Regions from separate parts of the Zea mays genome. Here region 1 is linked to region 2. A link is a contact called in public Hi-C data. All regions are on one chromosome and are shown on one strand. The core of a region is the stretch at or near the end of the contact, and the rest is flanking DNA. Distances in the headings are between cores, read along the strand shown. Region 1 holds the start of LOC100279412. Region 2 holds the start of LOC100282937 (TRAF type zinc finger domain containing 1).

Region 1 (3,450 bases), core at 432-2,931, 400 kb before region 2:
CTTTTATATGCATGCAAATGAATATTTCTCTTTTTTTTTGCATAATATATGCTACATTATATGGGAAAAGGCTAAAAATACAGTATAACAGAAGTTCATCTCATGATGAAACTATTATATTAATATTAAGTGCTGACTTTCACGTCTTCACCCTTGCTATAGCACCTTGAAATATTGATATGCTAGGCAACTTGAAAGCCTGACTGCCTGGATTAATTTAAATGCATGATTTCTCATGTTCTGCACAAGTGTCTGCGAACGCCGGCGCCGTCGTGTTCCACCCGTCCCTGTTCGATGGAGAACAAGCTTCTGAGTTGTCGTAGACCGCCGGGTACAGAGAAGGGTAAATCTATCAGCTTTTAAACTCTGTTAAATTTGTTTTTTATTTCTGTTAAATAATCAAATGGTATTTAAGTGTGGGTGTTTCAGTTGATAATGGCACTTGGACGAAACCCTTATATTTGATGGTAATTTGGCGAAACCCAATTCTTATAATGGTATAATTGAGTTGTGATGGATAAGATTTGAGTGACATCGACATCTTAAATATCCAACTTTGAATATACAGATATGAATATAAATCAGATACGGATCGAAAACTGAATATCCAAATTCGAATAAGGATCGAATCTTATCCCTCTTAGACAGATCGAATTCTATTACAGACGAATAATATATATACCATTTACATCCATATTTATTTGTTTTCATTGATCAATCTTCACAAATATTGACTGGCCTCCATCTTACTTTTAAAGGAAAAAGAGTAAAATATACCACATGTAGAACAATAATATGTATGATGGATGTAGATATAGATCATATATAACTTGTAAAATGATTAAGACATAATTTTAACCTATGGTGCATTCGAGACACCGAGATTTAATCAGATTAGAGGAAGTAAATATAGTGTCCAAGTGCTAGCAGTAAATTTGTCTCCACTAGATCATGCATATGAGATGGGAATGGAGGTAGGATACGTAAACGGTAAATCGCTGGAGACAAACTAACTCCAAAAACTCTCATAGCAGACCCTAAAGCTCCTTCAAAAATTGGCGTGACTTAAAAAAACTGGCTTATCAACTTGCCACACACACACGTGGTCTCCTCATGCTCCTAATTGCCATAAACTCGTTCCCTACTTCCCTAGTGCATCAAAATACCATCTCCACGCCCCCTGCTGCCACGACTTCATCCGAAGGGTAAAAAGACTTTGCTTCTGTATTAGCAGGCGCTTGACCGTGGCATGTCCAATTGTAGCTGTTGATTGTTGGCTCTATCCTTAGCCGATCATGTCTAGTCCAACGCTACTTCGAGTGACGGATGTAGGGGTGGGGTTCTAGCTCTCCCACTGTTCCGAGTCCATTTATGTGACCCATCTGAGATTTTTGGAAATGGCAGACAGTAACAGCCTATCGGGGAGTGCTGTGCCTGTGATTCGTCTTTCTTTTTCATTTGAAGAATTTGTGTTTTGCTCACATATATATGATGACACAACCGATGGTCGCCGCCGCCGCACACGGACGGACAGGCCCAGCACAGCCCGGAAACTGCCTTGCGGCGACACGTTTTCCTGTCCGGCCCAGCAGCAGCAAGGAGGAAGGTTCGCTCGGTCGCTGGGCCTGGCTCCGCGTGCCGTCCCACCTATAAATGCGAGTCCTCGCCGAGTCCACTAGGGCATTGGGAGCTCACTCGCTGGTCGTTGCCTGCTGCGGATTGCCCCCAGGCGGCCCCACTCACTCCGCTGTTGATATTTCGTTTGGTTCTCCTTTCCGTCTTGTCCGTCGCCGAGGCCTTCTTCCCCTCGCTCCCCAGCTCCAGCAGGCAGATCAGATCCATCCAACCACGAACAGGAAGGTGAGCGCCGGGAACGAGCCCTCCGTCCTCCTACTAGCTGCGATCCGTAGCCTTGCGTCGCTTTCGCGCCTAGTCTAGATCGCCACGTTCTAGATCTGTGGTGTTTTACTTTCCCGGGTGCGGGTGGTCGAATCCTTCCATCCACCAGGAGAGCTCGTGGCTTGTCTTTGATTAGCTCGGTCTCCCCTGTGTCCGTGATCTGATATACGTCCGGATCTGTCTGCTGTAATCATCAGGAAGGTAGGAGGCCTGAGGGGCTGAAGTTGAACCATGAGTGCCGTCGCGGTTTCGTCGTCGCTGAACCCGAACGCGCCGCTCTTCATCCCGGCGGCGCTGCTGCAGGTGGAGGACTTCTCGCCGCAGTGGTGGGACCTCATCACCACCACCGCCTGGTTCCGCGACCACTGGTCCCGCGAGCACGCCCACCTGGACGAGATAGCCGAGCAGCTCGAGTTGGTCGCCCTCCTTGCCTACGATGAGGATGAGGACCTCTTCTACGGCGAGCAGGCCCCCGCCGCCGCCGCCCTTAAGACAGGTACGGATCTCTCTCTTACTCTTCCACCGATTTTTAGATTTGCCTAAAAGACGAATCATAGTGAGCTCACCCGCGTACGTTGGTGTGCTTTTCCTCCGCCAGATTCGGTGCTCAAGGCGCTGAACTTGGGTTCCCCGAAGAGCGGCGACGCCCCGCGGGGGTTCCGGGAGAAACCCAGGCACTCCGAGAAGCCGACCAAGTACGCCGGCAGCCCCAAGAGCAGCGCTCCTCGCGTGATCCACCAGCCTCGCTAGGTTCGCTGGCCGGCCCCTGATGGGGACTCGGTGACTCACATGGAAGGCTGCTGCCTCTCTAGCAGCATCTGCTACTGGCTGCAGCTGCCGTCGGCGTCGTGGTCTGTCTGTCAAAGTCGAAGTAAAAAAACGTGAGTAGTTGTACTACTGTAGAAGTTTCTTTTGTATAGCATGCACGTAAGAAATGACCAAAAAATATAACAAGAATGCAGCTGTTAGTTTACTGCTGCTCTCCTCGTGTGTCTAGGGTGCACTTCTGTAAGCAAACGTATATGATGTGTAATGGCAGACAGCTTAATGTTACAACTAGCTCTTCTACTGTTCTTGGTGCATGTTGCTTTCCTCCGACGAATTCACTGACTGGTCCACACTGATGTGCATGTGCGAGCAATCATTGTTCGGTGAGTTGGATGGTCTTATCTAGACAGACATGGGAGAGCCCAAGACCTTAAAATATTGTGGATAAGTTCAATCGTGCCTGACAGTCTCAATGATCCGGGCAAAGCTAATTTGTGAACAACTGATGTAAGTCACGTGTCCTTAATTACCACAGTAGCCACGATGGCATGGCAGGAAAAGAATGGTGTTACATATCCGGTAGATATGGAAGCTGACATATTGCACATATTAAATTATCATTATTCATTTTAGATATAACGTCTCTAGTTGATTATTATAATTACAAATAACACTGTCGGCGTTTCGAGACCGGGAGTCCCTCGGGCCGACAAGTGAGTGTCGCCGCGTGCCCCAGCCCAGATGGGTCGAGCGCGAGGGCGAGCGCGAAGGGGGGAGAAGCGA
Region 2 (3,816 bases), core at 200-2,699:
CTGTACAACAGAATACCAGGACTTGATTCTGCCTTCTATGTTGTATTTGTACTACAGTTGTGTTGAATACAAGTCAAGCATTCTGCAACCACCTACTCTTACCAGGGGCGAAGCCAGCATTTGAGATTGAGAGGGACAAATTAGATTGAGGGGGCTGTTAAGAGGTATTTTACATTATTTATATGGTGATTAGCTAAAAAAATTAGTAGCTTCTATGGAATTTGTAGAAGATTAGGGGGGACATTGCCCCCCTGTGCCCCTCCCTAGAATCGCCCCTGACTCTTACACAGATACAGTTTGTTCATCATTTGTATAAGTAATAAACAAATGAACCCAAAAAGAATAAACACGTAAACACACATTGTCTTTACATTGGATAAAAACAAATAACAATGCCTTGGTACCAATGATTAGGAAAGATTCTCCGGGGTTTTTTTTTCCTCCAACCAACAGTTGATTAGTCCATCTAAGGTTATTTCAGCAATATGTGCAGAAATACATATACCAACCATCGCACAAGTCATCATTCATTCTGATCTGTAATTGTTTCGCTAGCTTGAAATGAAAAATTATAGCAGATCTAGGCTTAGTCACTATTAGGGGGTGTTTGGTTTGAGGATCAACTCATCCTAGATGAGGCGGTGCATCATGAGTTCATTTCACGAATCCAATGAATCACCCCATTCTCATGCTTGTACTAACTAATTATTAGCTTGAGGGATGAGGGAGGAGGATTGGTGGAGAATCTAACAAACTCTTGAGTGAGAAAAATGATGAACCACTCCATATCTCAAACCGAGCACAACATAGGCTGTCTGGGTGAGTAGCTCTAGAGGTTCAAATATGGCCATAGATTAGAACGTCGCATATCTTTCTAACTCCAAATATGGTGCTACGACAACGCCAATAACGTCATCAACATACTGATCACGCGGTACGGCGGATCAGAACCCAACAAACAGCGTCTCTCGTCACCATAGAAATTCTCCTCCTCCTCGACCGCATCGGGGTTCTCCCCAGCTCAGATCCAAGCCTACGAGATCAAGCGCATCACCCGACACGGCGATGCACGTGCACCAAGGGACCGGGAAGCGTGAGGAACAGGGAGAAGGGAAAGAAATTCGGAGCCAGTAACGGACCAATGGGCGCAGGTGGACATGTCGGCCACAGCTGCGGCGGGATCGGAGTCGGCGGCTGCCGCTGCCATGGTGGTTCCTGATGGGCTCGCCTCGCCGTTTGGCCTGCAGCTCCCGATCAGATCGGCGAAGGGGCGCTCCCCTCTCCCGCAGTCGAGACGGCCGCCGCCGAGCAGAGACAGGCTGCGGGTGAGTCGGGGCGGAGACGCAGTCGGGGCACGGACATTAGGCGAGAAGGGGGTCGGTCAGGCGTGGCATGCTTCAGTTTTTCGCATTAACTGCTGTAGCTACTACTGGCATCGACTTTCACCTTCCCTTCTTCCGCGTGTCAAACAAGCATTTTTATAGTTTGGGACTTTATTTTCGCAAGAGAAAAAATAAAGTAATTTTTTAAATTTTTCTTTGAAAAATAAAAATTCCTTGAAAAAAATGAGATTATCAAACTAACCCTTTGGTATTTATAGGGTATTTAGTTTAAGGAATAAATTAGTTCATCATTTTCTAACTCCTCACTTTTGTTTGGTTTGCGAAATGAATGAGTTGATACATCACCACCTCATTCTTTATACTTAGTTAGTTGAGATCATCCAACTAAATTTGAGAAATAAACTCATGATGTACCATTACATATTGAATGGAGTGATTCTTCAAACCAAACACTCAATTAGACTATCTTCATTAGACTCCTTGCCTCACTCCCTACCTCACTCTCTATTTCAAACTCCACTCTACAAACAGTGTAATCTACAGTGCAAAACAGTACTTTGCACGCCCATTTACATGACATGTTGAAGATGGCCTTAGGGCATGTTTGAAAGCATCCAGTTTTAAAGAAACTGGTTTATGAAAACTGAGGTGTTCCAAACATACCAATATACATCTCAGTTTACATATTAAAAACCAAGAAACTAGCCTCTCCTAACTAAACCCAGTTTATGAAAACTAAGGTGATTCCAAACACTATAAACCCATTTTTTCGTAAGATATTTTCTAAAAAAATTAGAGATAAAAACCAAATTCTTAAAAACTAGGTTGCTTTCAAACAGGTCTTAATTTATCTGCTTTTGATGACTTTTTTATTGAATCTATAATAATTTTACTATTTGAGCAACACACAATAAAAATAGAGGTTGGTGAAAGAAAGTACCACGTAATTATATATATGGTCTTTCTTTACCCAAAGAGGGCGGTATTTGTTTAACTACTACATGTTTGGAAGCACCCTGATTAGATCTAACGTCTCTAGTTATCTGGTTATATATGTGCACATGATACATATATTAATCATCATCATCTATCTAGATATAAGGTTTCTAGTTGTATCTAGTTGTTTGGTATATTTTGCTAAAGACACCCTTCCACGTGGTGAGAGTGTAGTGGTGGAAGATGTTATTTATAAATTACAATGATCAAGCAGAGATATTAGATCTAAGATAAATAATGATGATTTAATATATGCACCATGTACAATAATCTTTCATGCACTGGATATATATCATCTTCATACATATATCACCCCTACAGCTCTGCATATGTTATGTCTAAATCCTCTAGCTCTCTCAGAGCAACTCCAACAAAGATCCAAACTGAGTCGTATCTTAAAATACAGGGGACCAGAAAATAGTCTCCAACATTGCAGTAAATTCATATAAGACTTCACTCTTACGTTGTTTGGCGCTTGATTTTTCTGTGCTAGCCCGTTTGGTTATTGATAAATAGATGTTTAAGGCCTGATTGTTGGCAGATAATATGTTAGGGTCCTAAAACAAATCAAATCAGGTCAAAAACAATATTTAGGACTCAAATATAGGTCTCTTTTTTGGAGTTGCTCTCCGGACTCCGGAGGAGTCAGAGATAAAAATAGGAACGAGCAATATCTATTTTATTTAATTGTGCTAATCAAGATTTAAAACTCAAAGATATCTGACTGACACCATATATTAAATTATATGTATCAATTAAACTTAAATTGATGGAGAGAGATGTGGAATCCACTTATTCTAATGGTCACATCCGTGCATTGACTAGCACTAGCTCAAGGCCTCAAGTATTTTCTGTACAGTGACCTGGCAATCGCCAAAGCATCACCCGTGGCCTTCACGGCGTACACCTCCTTTCCGGACTGCCACTCGTTGGAATACGAGATCCAGTCCTTCCTCCACTCCTCCAGCTGGAAGCTCCGGTTCTCTTGCAGGCTCCTCGTTAAGTAGGCGAAGTACTTTGACGCCCTTGGAAGGTAGTAGCTCTTCAGCAGCCCGCTCCAAAACTTATTGGCTGGTGATTTGGTGTTTACGGAGAACAACATTAGTAACGCAAAGCTGAAACCATACAGCTAAACAACTAAAGAAACTGTTCCATTGTACTAGCCATTACCGTAGTCATGCAGTTTACTCTGCTCGGTCTCCGTGTTGTCATACCACATCGTCACCTGTGTTCTGGCGTTCCACTCGTACTGGTGAAAAAGTTCAGTCCAGTCCTCAATAGCAGAAAAAGGGGGATTGGTATATCTAGGATCCAGATGTTGGGGGAAGAAGAATGCATGTGTAGCATACCTGCTGGCGTTCCTTTTCAGTTATAGCAAGGCTTTTTGCACTTTCCAGCCAGGGGCCCAGCAGAAAGTTATCATCAGCAGCTAGTAACGTATCGATATCCACGATGATCTCAAGAAATTTCCTCGCGT

What was found. A called contact is a pair of places that touch in the nucleus more often than the background predicts.
Region 1: a contact with region 2 is called in a Hi-C map of tassel, with 2.1 times the contacts expected there. The contact joins the promoter of LOC100279412 here to the promoter of LOC100282937 in region 2. A contact is called at or near these places in 2 of 25 Hi-C or Micro-C datasets (endosperm and tassel).

The regions. Positions count from the first base shown.
Region 1 is chr9:134,761,683-134,765,132 of Zm-B73-REFERENCE-NAM-5.0, reverse strand. LOC100279412 reads left to right here and starts at 1,681. Exons shown (of 3, transcript NM_001317819.1): 1 at 1,681-1,860; 2 at 2,097-2,395; 3 at 2,498-2,967. The coding sequence starts at 2,131. The coding sequence ends at 2,649. LOC109942446 (a long non-coding RNA gene) reads right to left here and starts at 2,758. Exons shown (of 2, transcript XR_002265295.2): 1 at 2,466-2,758; 2 at 1-309.
Region 2 is chr9:134,360,704-134,364,519 of Zm-B73-REFERENCE-NAM-5.0, reverse strand. It overlaps LOC100282937 (TRAF type zinc finger domain containing 1), which reads right to left and starts at 1,449. Exons shown (of 5, transcript NM_001397647.1): 1 at 1,140-1,449. The coding sequence starts at 1,207. It overlaps LOC103639124 (alpha-N-acetylglucosaminidase), which reads right to left. Exons shown (of 19, transcript NM_001328056.1): 17 at 3,689-3,816; 18 at 3,510-3,588; 19 at 2,998-3,410. The coding sequence ends at 3,172.